3 separate regions of the Mus musculus genome follow, and regions 2 and 3 are each linked to region 1. The links are chromatin contacts, called in public Micro-C and promoter capture Hi-C maps. All regions are on one chromosome and are shown on one strand. The core of a region is the stretch at or near the end of the contact, and the rest is flanking DNA. Distances in the headings are between cores, read along the strand shown.

The links. Promoter capture Hi-C pulls out the DNA fragments that hold promoters and counts their contacts. A called contact is a pair of places that touch in the nucleus more often than the background predicts.
Region 2: a contact with region 1 is called in a Micro-C map of embryonic stem cells, with 5 times the contacts expected there. A contact is called at or near these places in 2 of 39 promoter capture datasets (the 3T3-L1 cell line and liver) and 1 of 484 Hi-C or Micro-C datasets (embryonic stem cells).
Region 3: a promoter capture Hi-C map of hippocampal neurons shows a contact between it and region 1, with 5 times the contacts expected there. A contact is called at or near these places in 2 of 39 promoter capture datasets (hippocampal neurons and stem cell-derived epiblast-like cells).

The regions. Positions count from the first base shown.
Region 1 is chr15:66,284,701-66,288,867 of GRCm38.p6, forward strand. Kcnq3 (potassium voltage-gated channel, subfamily Q, member 3) reads right to left here and starts at 1,929. Exons shown (of 15, transcript NM_152923.3): 1 at 1,136-1,929. The coding sequence starts at 1,524. All of the region lies in intron 1 of Gm27242 (a long non-coding RNA gene), which reads left to right.
Region 2 is chr15:66,967,593-66,971,759 of GRCm38.p6, forward strand. It overlaps Ndrg1 (N-myc downstream regulated gene 1), which reads right to left and starts at 2,049. Exons shown (of 16, transcript NM_008681.2): 1 at 1,912-2,049. Gm2895 (a long non-coding RNA gene) reads left to right here and starts at 2,056. Exons shown (of 3, transcript XR_875396.3): 1 at 2,056-3,514.
Region 3 is chr15:66,830,073-66,834,239 of GRCm38.p6, forward strand. Sla (src-like adaptor) reads right to left here and starts at 1,757. Exons shown (of 9, transcript NM_009192.3): 1 at 1,498-1,757. All of the region lies in intron 43 of Tg (thyroglobulin), which reads left to right.

The DNA of each region.
Region 1 (4,167 bases), core at 679-3,178:
CCGGAGGGAAACCAATTGCCTTAAATTGGAAGGGTCAAGGTAATAGTCTACTTCCTACCCAAACCATGACAGCCATACAGCTTCCTAAGCCAAAGCCAGGAAGCAGCTGGTATCAAGAAGTGCCTTGTCACACACATCCAAGGTGTTGTGGCACTCAGGATTCCAGTCCTGGGTGAGGAATCCCTCTGATAGTAAGTACCCTCTCTTCCTTCTTAAATACGGGTGTGTATTTTGCATCCCAGGAGTCGGTACATCTGAGTTCCATTTTTCTTCCGCCCTAGCATTTACTTTCTGGGCTAGCATGGAGATTATTTCTAGAGGAGTCCCAGGGGACAAACTTCCCACCGGACTCTTGGGTGTCCAATGCCCTGGTCAGCCAAACCACAGATGGGCAACAGTTGTACCTACAGAGATGGTAGAACCTAAACTATGGGATGTTGCACATAAATCATACGGATGTTCCAGCATCAAATAGCTTCACCTTACCTATGGCTCAGCTAAACCCTTTGGACTAAGCTTGGAAATCCCGCCCCTTTTCTATTCTCCTATTCATTTTACTAAAAGAACACAAAGACCTGCATTTTGGTCTGTCTAAGCCCCCAATTAAAGCCAAACCCATTATTCTTTTACTTCAGCATCCATTCCAAGGAAGGGAAGCACACACATGGAACACGCACGTACACAGGCACTATGCCTATGGGCAGTGTGCACCGCTACTATCCTCAACTCTGGGATATATCATCTAAATTGAGTGGTGATTGCAAGCTATCCACCCCAAGAAGAACCGGTGCTTCTGAAAGGACCGTTTTTGTCCCACTCAACTGCTTCATTAGAAATATCATCTATTTCTTTTAAGCTTCCATGACAATATCCCAGAACATACAATAAATGCGCACTTTTGCGCACTCGCCAGTTCAAATCTCCAACTCAGCTTGAAAGCCTGCTGTCCCAGGCACCAGAAACACTCCGTCACACCGCAGAGAACCATTGGCTAAGGCCAAACTGGTGTCCCTCCATCCCCAACCCAAGCCAGAGAGCACTTCTGAGTGGCCAAAGACACAACACTATGCCAGCCCTGGCCCGAACCCTAAGGTGCACGGCCGCCAAGGGGCGCCCCGAGTGGCCAGGTACTCACACAAGCGCGTGGTAGAGCAGCGCCCAGCCCCGCGGTCTCTCCAGGGCGTCATAGATCAAAGTTTGGATGCGCCTGTACTTGGCGTTGTTCCTCTTGACTGGGCGGCTCAGGGGGGTCTTTGCCAGGAGCCCGATGCCCTGCGGGGTCCTCCTCTGCCCCTCTTCGCGGCCACCGCCCTCCAGCAGCAGGGTCCCGTCTTTGTCGGCTCCGGCCCCTAGCGCCAAGGTGACTTGCTCCACGTCTCCTGGCGCCAGCCCCACTTTCCGCTCCTCGTCGCCGGCCACCGCCGAGTCCCCTCCAGCAGGGTTAGCGGCCCCGCCGCCGCCGCCGCCCCCTTCGCCGCCGCCCCCGCCAGCCGCCCCCGCCGCCCTGCGAGCCTTGAGACCCATCTGCCTCGCCCCCACCGGGCGCTTCGCCTTCTCCGCTGCTGCTCCGGGAAGTAGGAGCACTTGGGGTACGTGGACGAGGCGGCGGCGGCGGCTGCAAGCCCGGGAACTCCAATGCCATGATCCGCGCGCCCCTCCCCGCCCACCCCCCCAAAAGCAGGCAAAGGCGGGCCTCCCGGGGGCCAGAGGAGGTCGGGTGGGGAGTCAAGGGGTCACATCCCGAGCGGGTCCTCTGTGGGACCCGGAGGGGCGCAGGAAGCCGGGGTCCACGGGGAGCCCGTTGAGGGCGCGCGAGGCTGGCGCGGTGGCGCTAGGGCGCGCGACGGCGGGAGCCTGGCACCGAAGCTCCAGGGAGGCGGCGGCGACGGCGGCACCCGGGCCGGCGAGCCCGAGACAGCATCGCAGTTTATTTACAAGCCCTGTGCCAGCCGTCCTCCCGCCCGCCCGCCTGGCACACGCGCCGCCGCCTCCTCCCTCCTCCCCTCTCCCGCCCGCGCCCAGCCCGCTGCTCTAGCCCTAGCCCCGCTGCAGCGGCAGTAGCAGCAGCAGAAGCAGGCGCGCCCGGGCGGAGCGCTCACCACCCGCAGCGTTCTCTGCTTCCCTCCCTCCTTCGCAGGGGTGGGGCTCCATCGTCCCGCCCCTTGGTTGCGGGAGGCCCAGGCGGGGCCCCGCCTCTCCCCGCCGCCCCCCTACCCAAGACAGCCTTGAGGTCCAGCATCACCAGGGCTGTGAGGCCTCTACTACTGCTTCTGCTGGGTCATGAATCCTGAGGCCGTGAAGCGGGAGCTCCCCAGACCCCGTGGGCGTTGGGGTTTCCCCTGAGCGAGAGGAGAAATTAAAAGGGAGTAGATAGAGGCTGAGGCTGCAGCTTTATGTTCAGTCTCCACCCTCCACCTCCTCTGCTTGCCTTTGCAGGTAAAAATCCAAGTTGCTCGGTTAGACATGCTCACACCTCACCCACTGGCTCGGTGATTGCAATGCTTCTTCTATTCCGGGCTCCTGGGGGCTACTGCTTCTGGTAGTTTTGGGGTAGCCCCTTGTACAAGTAGGTGGGAAGACAGCTGAGAAGCGCATGTGAACATCAGAATCAGTATCCTAATTTCTTCCTGGCTCCTAAATCCTGCTGCAGGCAAGCCAGTCATGCCCTCTGACTCCATTAGCATCCTTCAGGGAAAACACTGAAATCATGGCAGTGAGTTTGTCCTACGTACGACAGAGTACTGCTCTCCACCGAAGGTTTGAAACCCTTGAATTCATAAAACCTGAGTGACAGACAGAAGGCCAGAGCTAAAGCAAGTGTGAGCCAAATTATTCCTAGTGTGGAAACAGAATCACAGGAACCACTGGGCTCTGTCCTAGGAGTCCCCATTGAGGAGGTGACACGCCTTAAGGTGAGATTCAAGTGGCAAGGTGGGAGCAGTTATGACAATTTCAAAAAGAGCCTTCTAGACAGCGGTGTGGAGGAGAAACGTAGTTCAGGTTTGCTGACGGCAGAGGAAGCAGTCTGGTCAGTCACTGGCACCATTGGCAGAGGGCAAGTGCCTCATTACCCAACAGGCAAGTTAGGGAAGCCCTCCTCCTGCCCTGGGGTACCATGACTCCTTACCGCCCAGTCTTCCCTCATGACTGTCAGGTGGAGTAGAGAGGACAAGATAGCTGTGAGTAAAGTTGGGAATCCAGTCTTAGTCTACAGGGAAAAAGCAGGTGTCTGCCTAGGAAAGTTGGATGAGCAGGGCCAAGGAGAAGCTGAAGAGTGGGGGACATCTTAGGGTTTTACTGCTGTGAACAGACACCATTGACCAAGGCAACTCTTCTAAGGATAACATTTAATTGGGGCTGGCTTACAAGTTCAGAGTTTCAGTCCATTACCATCAAGGCGGGAGCATGGCAGCATCCAGGCAGGAGGAGCTGAGAGGTCTATATTCTTAGTAGCTGGGAGGAGGATCTCAAAGCCCACCTCCACCATGACACACCTACTCCAACATGGCCACACCTCCAAATAGTGCCAGTCCTGGGTCAAACATATTCAAGCCATCACAGTGGGCACCTGTAGAATGGAGAAAAAAAAAAAAAAGAAGTCAGAGAAGGGAGGAGCCTCCAGAGATTCTCTAGAAGAGTGAAAGTGTTGACTCTAGGATTGGCATAGCAATAAACTGCTTGTTATGCTAGAATACTTTTCCCAGCAGCGGACTGTAGTATGAGAATGAAACAGAGAATTGGAAGACTTGTGGCCATCCTCAATAGAGAAAGATATTTATTGGTTAGATGGGAGGTATGTGTCTGAAACAGCCTATGGGACCTGACCTTAGTTCAGAGCAGGGTAGCCCTGGTCCCTTTATAAGTAAATCAATGATTCAGGATGAGTTGAAACAGAGAAACAAATCAGAAAAAAAAAATTCTGAAGAGAAAAGGCTAAAGGAAAAGGAATTGTCTGGATTAGAAACACCCTCACACACACCAGACAGCAACATGTCCCAGCTTTCCTATGGTACCTGTCAGCAGACACACATGACTGTGCTGTAGATGGGTTGGGTGTATCTCCCAGGGAGCTCTGCATTGAGATTTGAATTGTGAAATACAGAGTGGAAAATTAAGTTAATCAACTTCTGGTGTTTGGGATTGAATCAGGATTAGAAAATAACAACA
Region 2 (4,167 bases), core at 799-3,298, 680 kb after region 1:
ACCAAGAGAAAGCTTACGAGGAGAGGAGACTCTACAATGGACCCAGGAACTAAGCGATACCTCCTCCAGCCATAGGATTGTATCAGGTACCTACCGGGGTCAGGGCAGAAAGCAGAGCTGTCCCAATGATTTTTAATAATGTCAGAGCTCTTCCTATGGGTCAAGCTACTGTCCTTGGTATGGCTGAAAAAGTCCTCCTTCCCCAGTACTGGCCACGGAGATACCAAGCACCACCAAGCTAAGAAGGCCCAGGTGGGATTAGCTCCCTGACAGCATCTACTGTAGTCTCACCTCTTGGAGCTTTTCCAGACCTTCCTGTAAAGCCTCCCTCACACCTTTCAGCTCCGACTTGGTACCCTTCTGGCCTGGGGCTGGTTGCGCCACACCCATAAAACAGTGGCCCCTCCCTGCCACTGTCCAGAAGTTGGCAAGTCCCATGAAGATGGTTTTGGGGGGTTTTCCTCTGCACCTAGCTTTCTCTCATTCACTTCACACATGTGAAATAGACAAATTGCTAGGATCTCTAACAGTAAGAAGCAACCTGAAAGATTTGCCTTGAAATCCATAGCTAGCGCCTGTCCGTTCACTTTAGGTGGTGTAGGAGATCACTGAAGGGGGTAAGGGGGGGGGGAACATTGGCTGTCCTGAATTTCCCATCTTCTTCAGGAGTTTCAAGGACTCAAATAAGCTGACCTGCCCAGGAAGTCTGTGAGGGAGAGCTGAAGGCTGTTCTAGGACACGGACCACTGGACTTCCCTCCCCGACCTGTCCTCCCACATTAAAGCCCAAGGGACAGTGCATGGGGATCCGTGATGACTGCCAGCAAAGGCGACAGACAAGGGAAGACGGAAGGTGGCAGAGTAAGGAAGCCATCCACAAATCTTAGCTTCAGCTACTAATTTGACAGAGGCGGTGGTGACAGCATGTTTCCCCAGAGCCTGCAGCATTCCTCACGCCCCTCCCGAATCTACCCTACAGGCTGAATCAGAGACCGCGACCGGTCTCCCGGGAACGGACGAGCGGTTCCAGCTGCTCTCCGGGCTAAAACAGCAGGGAGGACCGCCTGGGAGAAAGAAAGGGAGGTGGGGCGGGGGGAGGCGGAGGCGAAAATGACGACACTCAGAGCTCCAGCCAACTCTGGGGCTGCCAGATGCCCGCGCGACCCTGGAGGCACAAACCACCACTCCCGCGCAGTTACAGAGCCAACCCGGTACTACCTAGAGGGCCGCACCCTTGCCTGGGCTCCTCTCGCCGCCGACACTCGCAGTGGCGCGTGCAGCACGCGCCGGGACACACCCCGGACTCTCCCCCAGCACACACACGTTCTCTCACACGCACAGCTTGGAGAGAGCACTGGGCTCTGGACTGGATGGGAACCTGGACTCAGATCACACTGGTTCGGGACCAGGCTCCAGAGTAGACACACCCTCGCCCCCTTCTCCACACTCCCCGCCAAGTCTGCTCACCCTTACTCATCCCCTGGATACACGCGCTACAGTCGCTCTTTTCCTAGTCACCCCATCACCCATCCACACCCCTTCACACGCGAGAGCACACACAAAGTGTCCCCTTGAGCCCAGTGGACAGAGAAGTCAGCTGTGGCTCAGGGTTGACGCCAGGAAGTGCGACCCAGGTATTCCCAGGCTCTCCGCCCCAACTTCGACCCCTTAATCCCACTTCCCCAATTAGAGAGAAAGCGAGACCCAACACGTCTTTTTGTGCCTTATAGTAATCGAAACCCGCTCCAGTGATGCCAGCTATCCCTCCGGCGCCGGTTCCACCGAAGACCACCAGTTGTGGTCTTCGCAAGGGCCACAAAAGACGGGCGGGGTGTCCAGTAGCACCCCGAAAGCAAGCTTTGCTGGGGGTCCTTGTCTTGCTCCGGAGGAAGAAGGCGTCCGGAGGGCTTACCTAATGAGCAAGCAAGCACGGAAAGGAGCCAACCACAAGGTTGGAGGTGCAGCGCCCCGCGGGAGGTGAAGAGGGAGACGAAGATGGGTGAGCAATCTGCCTGCAACGCGAGAGGGTAGCCTGGCAAGGTTTGTTTATGTCCGTGCGTGCGTAGGGCGATTTTATAGGCGCCGGGGCCCCGCCCCCAGGGCCTCGCCCCTCCCAGACCCTCTGCTCCCAGCGCAGCAGGAGACGGGGACACACCCCTTTCTCCGGCCCGCCTCGTGCTGCACCCTGCCTGGGCTGGGCGGGGCGGGCTGGAGCCGCCGCCTGTTGCGCAAGCCTTTGCAGGGGCGCGACTGGAGAGACTGCCCGGCCCTGCCTGCCGCTCCTCCCTGTGATCCGCTCTCGGGACCGCGGCGTGTGCAGCGAACGTGTGCCCACCGAGTGGTAGCGTGGTGTGCCCGTGCGCGCTCGTGCGCGTGTGCATAAGGACTCCCTTGTGTCTCTCTGCGCGACCGCTTGCCCCCCTATAGCCTTTGAGTTTCCTAAGCCTCTGCCCGCGCCACGCCCTTCTGGGCGGCACCCCCCACTTCCTCCGGGTCTCCACGCAGTCACTCCCGAGCCCCATTTACAGCCTAGACGGCAGACTTTATCTCCAGGCTCCTTTCACATTGCTTAGCTCCCTTTATTCTTGCTGATCTTGGCGCCCCACAACTCCCTTCCTACTCTGAGCTGCTGTTTCCCCGCTGCTCCAGCCCGCTGTGTCAGCTGTAAGCACTCTACGGACTGCAGTTTGTGGTCCCCAGAACGTGCATAGAATTTGCTTTCCAATCATGGATCTTCCTTCTGTCGTGATGTTCTAAAACCTTGGCCTGCTTGCCTGTTACCGGGTTCTCGCCCTGACCTACACCTGAGCCTCTCCAGGGAGCTTTTCTTAAGCAGGTGGATACCCTGGTTACACCCCAGAGCAGCTTAGTTAGAATCTGAGAGTGTGCCCCAACACTGGGGCTTTGAAAAAAAACTCCTCAAAGGGTGCAGCAAGATGGCACACCTGGTAAAGACATGTGGCCTGCAAAACCCTGGGGACCTAAATTCCATGCCCGGAAACCACAAAGTGGAAAGGAAGAACACAGTGCCATACATTTTCCTCAGACCCCTCGCTCCCCATCCCCACTAAATAAATAAACATTGCCCGGATTGGCTCAGATGTGAAACCACGTTGAGAATCTCAGCACCCAGCACCAAGAAAACATCATGTTATAGAGAGATTGAGTCACACCTAAGGCCCAGTCCAGTCATTGTTTCAACGCCACCTGCTCAACCCTTATGACTCAAGTGGCCTTCCCCTCCCCCCTCCTCTAGATAACCTGACCCTCATTCTCTTGGTCTATGGATATCTAGGGAGCCGCTTTAAGAGCCTGCTCTGTGCTAAGGAGCTGGAGAAGAAGGAAGTAAGAAGAAAAAAGGAAAGCTCTTTCTTTGGGGGACATAGCAAAATGGAGCCCCAAGATTTCTGTTTCCCAAGACATCCATACAAGATCGCTAAGCTGAGCTTACCAGATCTATAGTTGTCCTGAGCACCTACTATGTTCAAGAACTTCTGGACCCAAGGACCATGAGAGTGAGTACTGGCATGTTTGCGAGTCATCCTGTTTTTGCTTAACAACACAGACTAAGCAGTCTGTTACCCCATTAATAACCATTTTTCCCAGAATCTCCCCTGTTTTGTCTTCCAACAAACATTTATTGAGTACCTATGGTTTACTGCTTGTCAAAGAGTGTGTCAGAATTGCCAACTTTCCCAACAAATGTAGCCTCAGTATGGACTGGGGGGCGGGAGGGGTACTTTGCCAGGAGAAGCTATTTCCTGTCCCTGTGAGGAAGTCTTTCTTCAGGACAGGGCATATAGAACAGCTCAGATCTGCAGCAGAAGCCCCGAGTATGTTGCTTATGGGATCTGGGTCTGTGTTCAGGAAGCCAGACCTTATAGGTAACCAGAAGCATTGAATTTTCTGCTGCTGGACAAGTTGGACCATTGTAACTCCACCCCTATTTCCAACCCTCAGGAGGCTATAGCAGGAGGATTGCCAAGATCAGCATGGGCTATGTAAGGAAAGAAAACCTTGTCTCCAAACAACAGAAAGGAAACCGGGTCAGGAGGGTAGAAGAGAGAAGGGCAGAGAGAAGAGAAAGACCTTGACCTTTGGTGCAGAATTTACAGAGCAGTCGCCTTCTAAACCCACATCCAGCTTCTGAGTGAGGTCCCTTTGAAAG
Region 3 (4,167 bases), core at 507-3,006, 550 kb after region 1:
GCCCTGCTCTCTATACCAGTCCCTGATGTGAGGGAGCATACACCTCCAGCCTAGCTATCCATTCAGACTTTCCCCCACTTCAGCCCAGACTGCTTCCAGAGCCAACAGACTGCTGAGCATCTTCCCTTAGATGCCTGTAGCTCTCATTCTTAGTTCATAGGGAACTGCTGCGGCCACCTGTGTCCACACTCAAACTCACATACCCACCACAATCCTCCCAGTGCATGCATATTCTCAGGCTTAGCAATGGTGGCATCAGGATTCACCTCACTTTCTCTCGATCTACAAGTCTTCTATTAGCCAGTACTCTCTCCAGGAGTCAAAGCTGTATCCTGACAGTGACCCCCAGAGAGCTGTTTAATGCAATCTGAATTTACTCCCTTCTATTCCCTCCCTGGTCACCTTGAATGGGCATACCAATTCCATGTATTTGGTGTTCCTTAGCTAGGCTTAAGGGTGTAACATGTTCTGTTTCCTCTCCTAGAACATGTGCTGTTCTCTCTCCTTAAGCTTCACAGGTCTTATTTTATTTGGGGTTATTTCTGAGACCCTAAACCCAGGGAATCACCATGTCTAGCTGAGCAGGACACACAGCAGCACGAGTATATAATAGCACCTACTTGCTAATGACAGTGGATCAGTCACTTATGGTGTTCCAGGTGTAGGGCTGGCTATGGTGGACATGTCTACCAATTGAATTTCTGCCCTCTAAGAGGTAATGGCCAGATCAAAACAGATAATCAACAAGCCAAGCATACGGGAATGGATATATGCATGCTATGTGGAGAGGCGAGCATCACAGCCTGAAGACAAGAGGTAGGATGGGGATCAGTACCCGCAGTGGCACTGCAGCTGGGTGACAAGTGAGTGGGAATAGAACAGATCTCCTCCCATGGCCTTCTGTTAGAAAACCAGGAAAGCCCTCGGTGTCTTCTGACTGTAGTCCAAAGCCTTTGCATTTCCCAGAACCTGAGACTTAGTTTCTCTATCTGCAAATCGGGAGAACTTTCAGAGATCCTGCTAAATATGCCCAGAGACCATAAACATACTCCACTGTCAAGAAAAGAGTTGGACCTGAATAAATGATAGATATTTTTATACTTAACTCATTAGTAATATAGTTAATGGCCCTGGTACCAAGAAGAAATACAATGAACTTATAGCCACTGAATCATCTGACCTCAGGACAGTTTTCCAAATCACAGCATAAGTGCACATAGACACTGAAACAGACACACACATTTCTTCCTCATAGCAGCTGTGGAAATGGCAACTGGAGGCCAGCCCACAAATACACACCATCCAGGGAAGGAATAGGTGCCTCCTAGCCCTTGTTTAGACCTCAGGACCAGCCATCCCCTCAGCAGAGACCATCAAATTACCTTAGATGAAAAAGGGTGGGTAAGAAGGACTTCATCAAATCCTGGAGACTCTCACCCCTGCCACCCAGGCCACCATGGTCCACCCAAAGAGTCCTCATGACACCCAGAGACATACCTGCAGAGCATGGGGGTCACATGGATTCCTGGGAAGGTAGAAAGCCTCCGCTTGCTTAGAATGATCTTATTTCGGAAGTCGAAGCATTCTATTGAAATTCTTCACTGGTCTCTGAGATGAGGAGTTAGCCCCCTCCCTTCTCCTGACTGCTGAAGTTGACAGTCTGTCTGCATTAACCAGGACTAAATTTGCATTATCAAAAGCAGTTTTGTTCCAAGATTCACAGTTCTGCTTCCACTCCAAGCATCTCTGAATAAGACAAGAAAATCCCAAAGCTTAGTGTAGCTTTCTTGTGCCCTGGGCTTGGCTAGGAGTTGGCCTCATTCAAGAACAGGTGCATTGGGGGCCTGGGGGGGGGGTGTCTGAGAGTTGGAAAGCTGCACCTGGCAGCCAAGTCGCTGGCATGAGCCCTGGTGCAGCAGCATCAAATCCTTGCTAGCTGCTCACAGTAAGAGGCGGATGCAGGAATCCTTAGTGTGTGTGTGTGTGTGTGTGTGTGTGTGTGTGTGACAGAGAGATGAAGAGATGGAGAGAGAGAGAGAGAGAGAGAGAGAGAGAGAGAGAGAGAGAGAGAGAGAGAGAGAGAGAGATTTCTTAGAAAGGGGTGCCACTACCCCAAATTCTCATGCTGATCCCTGGTTTTGACCATGTGATCAAGACAAGTTGCTTAGCCAGTCAGAGCTGAGGATACCATAGCTTCTAGATAGCACAGTGAGCCCTGTCTACCTTCCACACATCTAAGAATGGAGACTGCTCCCACCAGGGAGGGACTCTGTGGGGCTCCAGCTCTAGGATGCCCTACCTAACATTCTGTGACCCTCCCCATCCTCACTGAGACCCAGAGCCTCAGAGCCCAACATCCCATGTTTCCTCATCTAGTGCTTCAGAGGCTCTCCCTAGAGCTAAGACAGGTGGACTCACTACCCTCAACATATTAAGAAAGTATTTTTTGAGTGATGACACAGAGTGCCAGTCAGGCTAGAATCACTAGTATATTGTCATCACAGCATCACAATCATATTTTCTCTTGCAATTTTTAAAAGAAAACAATAGCAGAATATTTTGTTACACACTTGACTCTAATTCTGCCTCATGTGATAGAAGGTTGGCCATGGTCTTGTATCTCTGTAGTAATTAATGAATAGTGGTTCATGTGTGACTCATGTATGCACCCTCAGGGGTTTATTAACTACCCCATTGCTGAGGTCTTTTTGGCTTTGGGAGAAAGTTCTGAGGACCCAGATAGAGCTCACTCGGATAGCAATGATGCGTAAGCAAATGCACTAAGCACTGCGGGTCTTGAGAAGCAAGCTAAGGAAAGCAGAGCCAGAGGGCTAAAAAGGAAGCAGGAGAAAGTGAGACATACCTTAGGAGTGGACAATGACAGCCTAGCAGAGGGATCTTTTGGGTTGAGACCTGCATGGGAAGAAGAGACAACCATAGAGTATGGACATCTAAGAATAAGGAGGAGATATAGAGGCCAGAATAGGAATGGAATGTCTGGCAGATGAGGAAGAATATGTCCTGGGAACCTGGAGAGTAGTAGAGGGTGCAGAGGAAGAAGGAGGGGGAGGAGGAGGAGGAGAGACAGAAACAGAGAGAGAGAGACAGAGAGAGAGAGACAGAGAGAGAGAGAGGCGCTGGCTGGGAGATTCCTGTGTATATCAATGCAGTGAATGCTTGTATTAACACACCCCTTGCAAAATAAAAACACAAGCCAATCAAGACCTCGATGGGGGTTGGGTAATAAGGAAGGAAGAGGCCAGACTATGCTGCCATGGACATGCAAGGAGCTCCTTGTCCTTTCAGGGAGAACTTGAGAGATCATCTGATCTTGGTACAGCTTGATTGGTATATGGGGCTCTGAGCTGTGAGTTCAAGAGAAACCCAGAAAATTTTCATGCCACAAAGGCCCAGAAAAAGGGCTTCCCCAAAAGAAGTGCAGGGCAAGTGGCAATGCTGCTGGAAGTGAAACTGCATAGTATCAGCCCTCAGTCACAGTGCTTGCCATGCGTGGATCCTGGGCCACTGGATAGAGGGCAGTCAGCTAAATGAAGGACAGGAAGGTTGAACAGAGGACATGCCTCTCTGCTTCCTGAAGCCACCCTGGACAGGACGCAGGAACCTGCTAGAGCACTTTGCTCATTTGTGAGTCTCTCCAACCTAACCGTGCTTGATCTCACAACAGGCTTATCTTGAATTTTCATTCTCTGACTAGTCTGTCATCAGGTTTTGTCCTCCCAATAGACAAAATATCCTTAAAAGGTCTAGAGCAGTGGTCACAACACCTTAGGGATGTACCCTTTCATAGGAGTTGCTTAAGACCATCAGAAAACACAAATAACCCACATTATGATTTATAGCAGTAGCAAAACTACAGTTATGAAGTAGCAATGAAAATAACTTTATGGTTGGGGTCACCAAAACCTGAGGAACTATATTAAAATGTCACTGCATTAGGAAGGTTGAGAACCACTGCTCTAGCAAACTGTGGGCACCTGAACCAAGGCATGCTCTGATGCCCTCCAGATTCTCCTGTAGGGACTCTACTGTGTTCTCTTACTCCTCAGACCTGCAGTGGCCTAACAGCCCTACAGAACCTTGTGAGGAGCCAGTGTACGAATAGATGTAGATTAAGTGCTTTCTGAGTCCTTCCCAACAGGAGAGTGT